Linked DNA regions of Mus musculus: region 2 is linked to region 1. The links are chromatin contacts, called in public HiChIP or PLAC-seq maps. All regions are on one chromosome and are shown on one strand. Each heading gives the region's core, a stretch centred on a gene start, on an enhancer-like site or on the middle of the called end of the contact. The rest is flanking DNA. Distances are from core to core; before and after follow the strand shown. Region 1 has its middle 59 kb from the start of Gm25439. Region 2 has its middle 210 kb from the start of Kirrel3.

Region 1 (3,873 bases), core at 1,371-3,870:
GGGATCCAGTAGAGGCCCCTAATTTCATCTGCAGTATTTTTAAATTATTATTATCTTCCGGAGGAAGAGTCATCAGAATTAAATGAATTATGTTTAGATTCCAACAGTGCATTGCTGAGAATTAAAGGAAATATTAAGATCACCCCCATGAAGGAATTCTTGGGACAGCAGATGCTTCCTGTCGTGGTGAGGTGACATCTGGCCAGCAGAGGGAGCAGGATGGGAGAAGGAGTTTAGGCTAAGTAGACTTAGTAACTGAAAGATTGGGAGGAGAGGCAAATGGAGCCCACCAGGCAACTTTAATAGAGACAAAACCAACAGTAGAGAGCTGCAAGATCCCAGGTAGCCTGGTCTGGTGGTTCTGGGTGTGTGTGTTGGGGTTAGTGGTGGTGGGGAGGTCATTTAATGTCTCTAGTCCTCAATTAAAAGATTTCAATGTTAAGAATCTTGCTGTGATTTCAACAAGGAAAAGAGACCATTAATAATACAAAGTGATTCCCAAGGTACAAGGAAACTGCCAATGTACTGTTAACATAGAGACTGGTGGTGGTTGTCACTGGGCTAAGATAGTTACTCTCATGGCTGCTTTTTATGGCATTTGTTTCCTACACTGAACAAGGCAGGCCTATCTCTGTGTTTGATGAATGCTCACTATTTTTGGCAACTTCAACACTTACAACATCATTGCTCAGCCATAATTTGTATATTCACTGTTTCCTGCTAACATGTCACCTGTTGATCAACTGCTGGAAACTTTTGAATTTGAAATGAACCATAGGATGGAAACTGGGGTTGAGTTATTAATAGAGCAACATCAAAATATGGAATACTTTGTGCATCAATTGATATTTGTTATCATAAAAGCATTAAAGAGAGGATTTTCTAAAATATCATTATCAGGCCTTGGAAGAAGGTACAGACATGTTCTAGGAAAGCAAGGGCTACATAGAAAGATGTTGCCTGGAAACAAACAAACAAACAAAACAACTAAAAAATCTAATATTAAAATTAGAACATATCATAGGGTATAATGCTCTATGAATCCTACCTTTAATGGGACATCTTTTCTCGCACTACCTGCCGCACTTTGGTCATCTCCATCACTGGATACAATCACTTATGTATCTCTGAGTCTTAACACAAGATGCAATATACCAGTGGTTCTCAATGTGGGTCGTGAGCCCCATATCAAATATTAATTTGCAGCAAAATTGCAGTTATGAAGCAGCAAAATAATTTTATGGTCTGGAGACATTGTGATATGAGGAACAGCATTTTATAGAGTTAGGAAGATTAACAACTGCTGCTCTGTTCATTGTTCGGGGCCCTCACAAGATACAGTGCTGGTCTGAAATCTTCATTGAATTTTGTAAGTATTCCCATGCAATCATGGCCCATATTCTGCTACTTGTCACATAGTCATATCACACAACTCTAAATAACATGTACATGTTTTGTTATCCGGTATGTGTGGTTATTTTATACTTATGTCACACTTAGTGGATGGCGCAAGTTCTGAACTATAAGGCAAATTGTCATTGTCTTTTAAAAAAAGATTTATTTATTATTATATGTAAGTACACTTTAGTGGTCTTCAGACACACCAGAAGAGGCCATCAGATCTCATTATGGATGGTTGTGAGCCACTATGTGGTTGCTGGAATTTGAACTCAGGACCTTCAAAGAGCAGTCAGTGCTCTTAACCACTGAGCCATCTCTCCAGTCACTGCCATCGTCTTAACAACAAAGAGTGCATTATTTCAAACCAAAGTGTTATAGGTGACTCACTTGCTGTTACCTCTTGATGAAATCATGAGAAGATGAAAATATTAGAGAGGAGTGACTGCTGACAGTGTAAGCTATTCTTTTTCATAGAAAAATAATAACGAATGTATGTTAAAGTAATGCAAAATACTAAGGAATGTATGTTAATCATAAAAAGTCATAGCAGAGTAAACCCTGAAGCCAGAAATATAACTCTTATTATCACTATAAGAATTATGCACTGTGCATAATGACTTGTTGAATCTCCATTGCACTAACAGTTCAGAGGATCTGTCTACTCCAGCATTACCATGAATATATATACAGCGTACCTGGTACTGATATGATGTGAGGACTACAGAAGTGTCTGTAGGAGACACAAATGTTTTCACTTTGTTGTGACCTTATGGGGACACCGTTGTATATGCAATTCATCATTGACCAAAATACATTACATGCACAGGGCTGCAAAGAAGTGTAATCAATAATAAACAGATAAATGAATACTAACATATATGGCTCTTCTTCCAGACTTTAAAATGCCCAGGGGCAATGCCACTGTCTTTTCTGTCATTTCTATATCAGCTCCTAGGGCAGTGTCTATGACATGTTAGGTATTTGATACTTATTACATGAATGAATCACTTGAATGAATAAGTAGGGGTCACGCTGGGTCGAGTCTTATTTTCTAAAAGGAAACTGAAGCACTCACAAAGCAAATTACTTGTCTAAAGTCACACAATTAATTATCAAACACATTTGGCACTATGCCAAGCCACACAGCCCTGGTTTCCTTGGCTAGACAGCCTCAGACAAATGTCTGTTCTTCAGAGTTGCTCAATCTGCACTCCGCCACACAGTTACAAGCCAGACAGGACATGACAGCAGTGTTAGTAATAAAGACTCGAAATGGCTCCTCCAGAGAGATAAGCAGAACCTCCAGTGACGACCAAAGTCAAACACTTTGGGGAGGGGTACAGGACAATATAAGAGCTACCAGGAAGTCACATAAGCAGAAAGTTACAGAATAGAGGGCTAAGGAGTCCTACCTTTTCACCCCAGCTGCGTTTGTGTGACTTAAGGGGAATAAGTTAGAGATTTCAGTGAAGAAAAAAAGTATACAAAGTAAGGTTTTAAAGAACTGTAATATCAAAGTATTATTTCTACAAGCAAATGACCACAGATATTTTCCTGATGGGCCACCACCTCGATTACACCATAGCTTTTCGCTATCCAAATCAGGAAAGCACACTTTACTACAGTGGAAGAATGACTCGCAAGACCATGAAGGAAACATAAAAGGGAAGATTTAGGCAGGAATGCAGAGCATAAAAAGAAATATGATTCCGATGGTAGTTGGCATCTAGCCTTGCCTCAATGTCAAACATGCAATGTGGACTCAGGAGAGCAGGGGAACCCAGGAGTGCTGTCAAGTCCCAAGAAAGCATCACGGGATGATAGGACTCAGTGTTGCCCCATTTTTCTATTACAGAGAAGAAGCTAAACACTCAGAAATGTATGTCTTCTTTTGCTTCTTTAAAAATAGTCAGTGACAATTACTATGTGTGGCGCTAACTCAGGAAGAAATATGACTACGGGCTGTGGCTCACAGAAGTATGAGCACTGACTGAAATCTATACACCCTAGTGGAATGCATGCCACTGCTGAAAAGTGAGAAAGAAAATCATGTGTCCAAGCAATGTATTCTTCATTGGGAGATAGTTGCGGGGAGGAGTGGAATATAGGTACATTTTTCCTCAAGTAGCTTAAGAATCAAGTAAATTTCTTCATTTTCTGTCCCTAGATCATCTATTTCAAGGTAACAGACTAAATCCTTAATGCTAGATTATTTTTAGATGACTAACTTTGTTTTGCTTAAGTCAAATAATTGATCTTATTTGGGTCTCTCAGAGACCAGAGCAATGCATGAATGGGAGTTCCCACAAGGGGTTCATGGTAAGGGAGGGAACTAATTTTATATTGCAGACAGCTGGAGAGCATGGTTGGGAGAGAAGCTAGTTACTGAAAGGGGGAGGTTTCCATTATCCAAAAGAAGGCCAGCAGTGGCCTGCAGTGGGAGCAGGGCAGAGATCTCTCTGCAGAGGCTGT
Region 2 (3,633 bases), core at 845-3,344, 420 kb after region 1:
CTTCAGAACAAATCTTTCGTTTTAATATTGGGTCACTGGGAGCCTAGTGCCTTCCAACACTGTCATTTGTCTTTTCCAGCTTATTTTCTCACCGGCTGTAAATACATAGATTTGTGTTGGTGGTGGTGGTAGTGTTAGGAACTCTGTCAACAGAACTTGCCTATTCCTCTGCTATAGTCATAGGAAGAAAAAGTCACAGAGAATGTCAAAACCCAGAGATCACCCAAAGTGCAAAGCCTTTTGTAACTAGATTTCACAACATAAACCACTTTGAGAGGCTTCCAGAATGGCAGGCACGATAGTAAATCGACGATGCCATCTGCCAAATGGCCTGGAGAGGCTGAGAACCATCGGACTCATTAATTATTGATGACAATCAGAGTCAGTTTGACTTCATTATAGGCCAAGAAGAGGAAATCATTGAGGAGCTTGATCTTAATGGACCTAAGAGTAACAAGGAAGCTGTGGGGGTGAAAGAGTCCCGCTCCCCACCTCCTGTCTTCAATCTCTTTGAGAGCAATGTGACTAGAATGAGATGGGGTGTCTAAATAATTTAGGCAAAAGTCAATTGGTGGGAGGCCATGAATTCCAAACATGTCATGTGTCTGCAGGGGTCATGGTTCACCAGATAACTATACTCTCATCTCTTATAAGAATGTGGTTGTTTAACTAAAATGTTGCTTTCTGCTAGAATCTTTACCCTGGTTTTCTTCTCTCTTTTCAAGGGCTGATGTGAGACTTTGGAGGTGGAAAAGGAGGGACCTGAAGAGAATTGTTGAAGTTCTACATCCTTTCTTCAGCTCCCTGGCTCTTTATCTAGTCCTTAAGCACAGCCTCTGCTTGTCAATGACCCACTCCTTACATGAAGCATCTACTGGTCAGTGGCCCACTGCTTACATGTAGCCTCTGCTCCTCAATGCAAAGGCTTTAGGGAAGAAATTGAACAGAGTATCCAATCTGATTGGAACTGCAGGGGGCTTTCCATAGATGGGATGCAATTATTCCACTTGGACTGCAGCCAAAGCCAGCACTCCTGTGATGCTCTGGTTCCCTTGTATTTCTCTAGTGCCTTCTCTATGCCAGCACATTGCAGTCCCCTCCCTTGAGTGAGAAGAGTACCCTCTCTCCTGGCAACCTTTCTTTTAAACAATTTAACTTCAACTGAAGTACAATGAGCCTATGACAGCCCAAATGCCACACGGTGCCTATGGACCATGGCAAGCAAACCAGAGTTCGTAAGCTCCATCATCAAAAAATTCTGTTGATGTGAAAAAAAAATGTAGAGCAAAGACATAATTAATGGCAATAAGAAGCGAAGCAAGTCAAAAAGCCAGGGGGCTCCAGCTACAGTGTTCATTTTCAAGGAGGAGGGAAAAGTATGCACTGTATTCTTGACTATGAAGTAAATGAAATGAATCATTAATTCTTTTATTTTACTGTAGGACAGAGGCACATATTGAGGAATGGACTGGAAGAGGATTAGTATAGTTTGGTCAGCTATACTCAGTGTATGGGATGAGTCATTGAGTGGTAAGCTTGAGTCTTCAAAAACAAACCACAAGGCTGGGGAGGTGGCCCAGTCAATAAAATACTTCTGAGTCAGTACAAGAACCTGAATGTAGTCATCCACCCACTTTAAAAGCTGGGTACAGATGCACACATCTACAAACTCAGCACTGAGAGGCAGAGACAAAATGATACTATCTTGCAGGTCAGTCACTCAAGCTGAAAAGGCCCACATGGGATCCAGCGAGGATCCTGTTTCAAAGAATAAGATCGAGAATGACAAAGAAAGATACTGTTGCCAACCTCTAAGTGTTGGCCTCTGAGTCCTACATGCATGTACATGAATATGCATGCATACCTGTGTGGTTCCATGTTCTGCCTCTCTGCTGGCAATGTCTGGATGCCACTGATACACTGGCTCAGCAGGTAGTGGGCAAAATCTAGGATGGGAGAGCACACAGTCTCTTCAGGATGGGAAAACGTATATCTTCAGGTTGTCAGATGTTGCTGTGTGCCAGACCAAGGAGAGTGAGTCAGAGCCTGGGTGAATAGATTCCATAGGGCTCCAGTCCAACCCAGGAATGCTGGGAATGTGGGAGTGTTACAGCTCTTACAAAAGGAATAAAGAAGTTTGGGCAGTCAGCTTGAGGCAGGTCATTCAGTCCTGCAGCTGCAGCAGCAATGGTGATAGCATCAGCCAGCACTCTGATGTGAGCCTCTGTGGGCAACAGGAGCCTGGCCAGGCAAGCAGGTCCAAGATTCAACAATGAGTGCTTCAGGCAAGAGAGCCCTCCTCCAAGCCACTCTGAGACGCTCCTCAGTGAAATAACTTGTGCACTTTATTCCATGTGGACAGCGATTCTATGAACCTTGGGCAGTGGGATGGGATTTGGAGGGTAAATGCTTTCTATTGGCTGAGGTTCTGAGCAGGCACAGACGAAGCAGCTCCACTCCTTTGGACTCGAATCTCTGAGATTCCCAGGATTTGAGTATGCTCTACCTCACCAGTGCTCATGACTGTCTGGTGGCATGCCCACATGCCCTACACACCTATATATATACATACACGTACATGCACACATACAGAACACACACACAAGAATCCTTCTCCTCTCTGATCTCTATTTAATATGACTTTATTAACGCCATGCCACACAACTTGACCTCAGATGTGGATGTTTTGAACTTCTGAGCACTGTGCATCCCTTTGAGCTGAATGGCGGTTCCCTCTTACGGATTGGCATAGTCTCATGATCTTTCCTCATTAGGAGCTCTAAGCAATTAAATCACACACACACACACACACACACACACACACACACACACACACATCTCTCTTTAATTTTGAAGTATCCCGTGCAATCCACTCATGTTTGTTCTTTGAAATCATTATTTCAAATTTTAATGGACACAGAATTAATTGGACATTATTGTTAAATTTAATAAGAAGCAAACCAAATGGCAATAATGAGAAATCCTCATTAGAGCCCACTCTGCAGCCAGCGTGGTCCTCCAAATCTGACGGGAAAGAGCATACTGCCTTGCAGAGTGCTAGGAACATTGCTGTTTGCCTCTCTAATAGAATGTTTTTAATCCTTGTATTCAAGGTATTTGCTCATGGATGGCTATGCTTGATCCTTCAGCTAAGGCACGTGCTATTATTTTCTTGCCATGCATGATAAAAACACAGTTTCACATGCTTATTATGACTTCCCCAAGGTCACACTGACAGGTACGTGTTGCAGCCCTAGTGCTTTGTCCACTTCAAATTCTCCCAACTCCCCTCAACGGTAAGAACAAGAACTAAGAAATTACCAAGCATGGCAATACACACCTGTAATCAGTACATAGCGGCTGAGGCAGGAGGAGTATGAGCTTAAAGCAAGCCTACGCTACATAGTAAGTATATCTTACAGAAAAAAAAAGAGTAAAATGGACAGAATTATTTTACAGGTTAACTGCTGGCAAAAGATATGAAACTCCCTTGGTTCAATGACAAAGTGTTATAGACACTCACAGGAAAGTCATGGCCAGCGAAACATTTCATCCTATGCTTTCTTTAAGAGAGTTTCTGAATATGAAACAAGTTATCTCACAAGAAAGAAATCTTAAATATAAAGAACCCAG

Evidence for each region. HiChIP or PLAC-seq counts read pairs in DNA pulled down with a chosen protein or histone mark.
Region 2: a contact with region 1 is called in a FOXA1 HiChIP or PLAC-seq map of pancreatic cancer cells. The contact joins two enhancer-like sites. A contact is called at or near these places in 1 of 484 Hi-C or Micro-C datasets (the C2C12 cell line) and 1 of 115 datasets of contacts at active chromatin or transcription factors (pancreatic cancer cells).

The regions. Positions count from the first base shown.
Region 1 is chr9:33,856,156-33,860,028 of GRCm38.p6, forward strand. No RefSeq gene overlaps it. Among named protein-coding and RNA genes, the nearest start is that of Gm25439, 59 kb to the right of the region's middle. Within about 2 kb of position 2,621, at least 21 of the 459 cell types and tissues checked have an H3K27ac peak or open chromatin away from gene starts, as enhancers often do. A contact at or near this core is called in the C2C12 cell line and pancreatic cancer cells, where this site is marked.
Region 2 is chr9:34,277,972-34,281,604 of GRCm38.p6, forward strand. No RefSeq gene overlaps it. Among named protein-coding and RNA genes, the nearest start is that of Kirrel3, 210 kb to the right of the region's middle. Within about 2 kb of position 2,095, at least 97 of the 459 cell types and tissues checked have an H3K27ac peak or open chromatin away from gene starts, as enhancers often do. A contact at or near this core is called in the C2C12 cell line and pancreatic cancer cells, where this site is marked.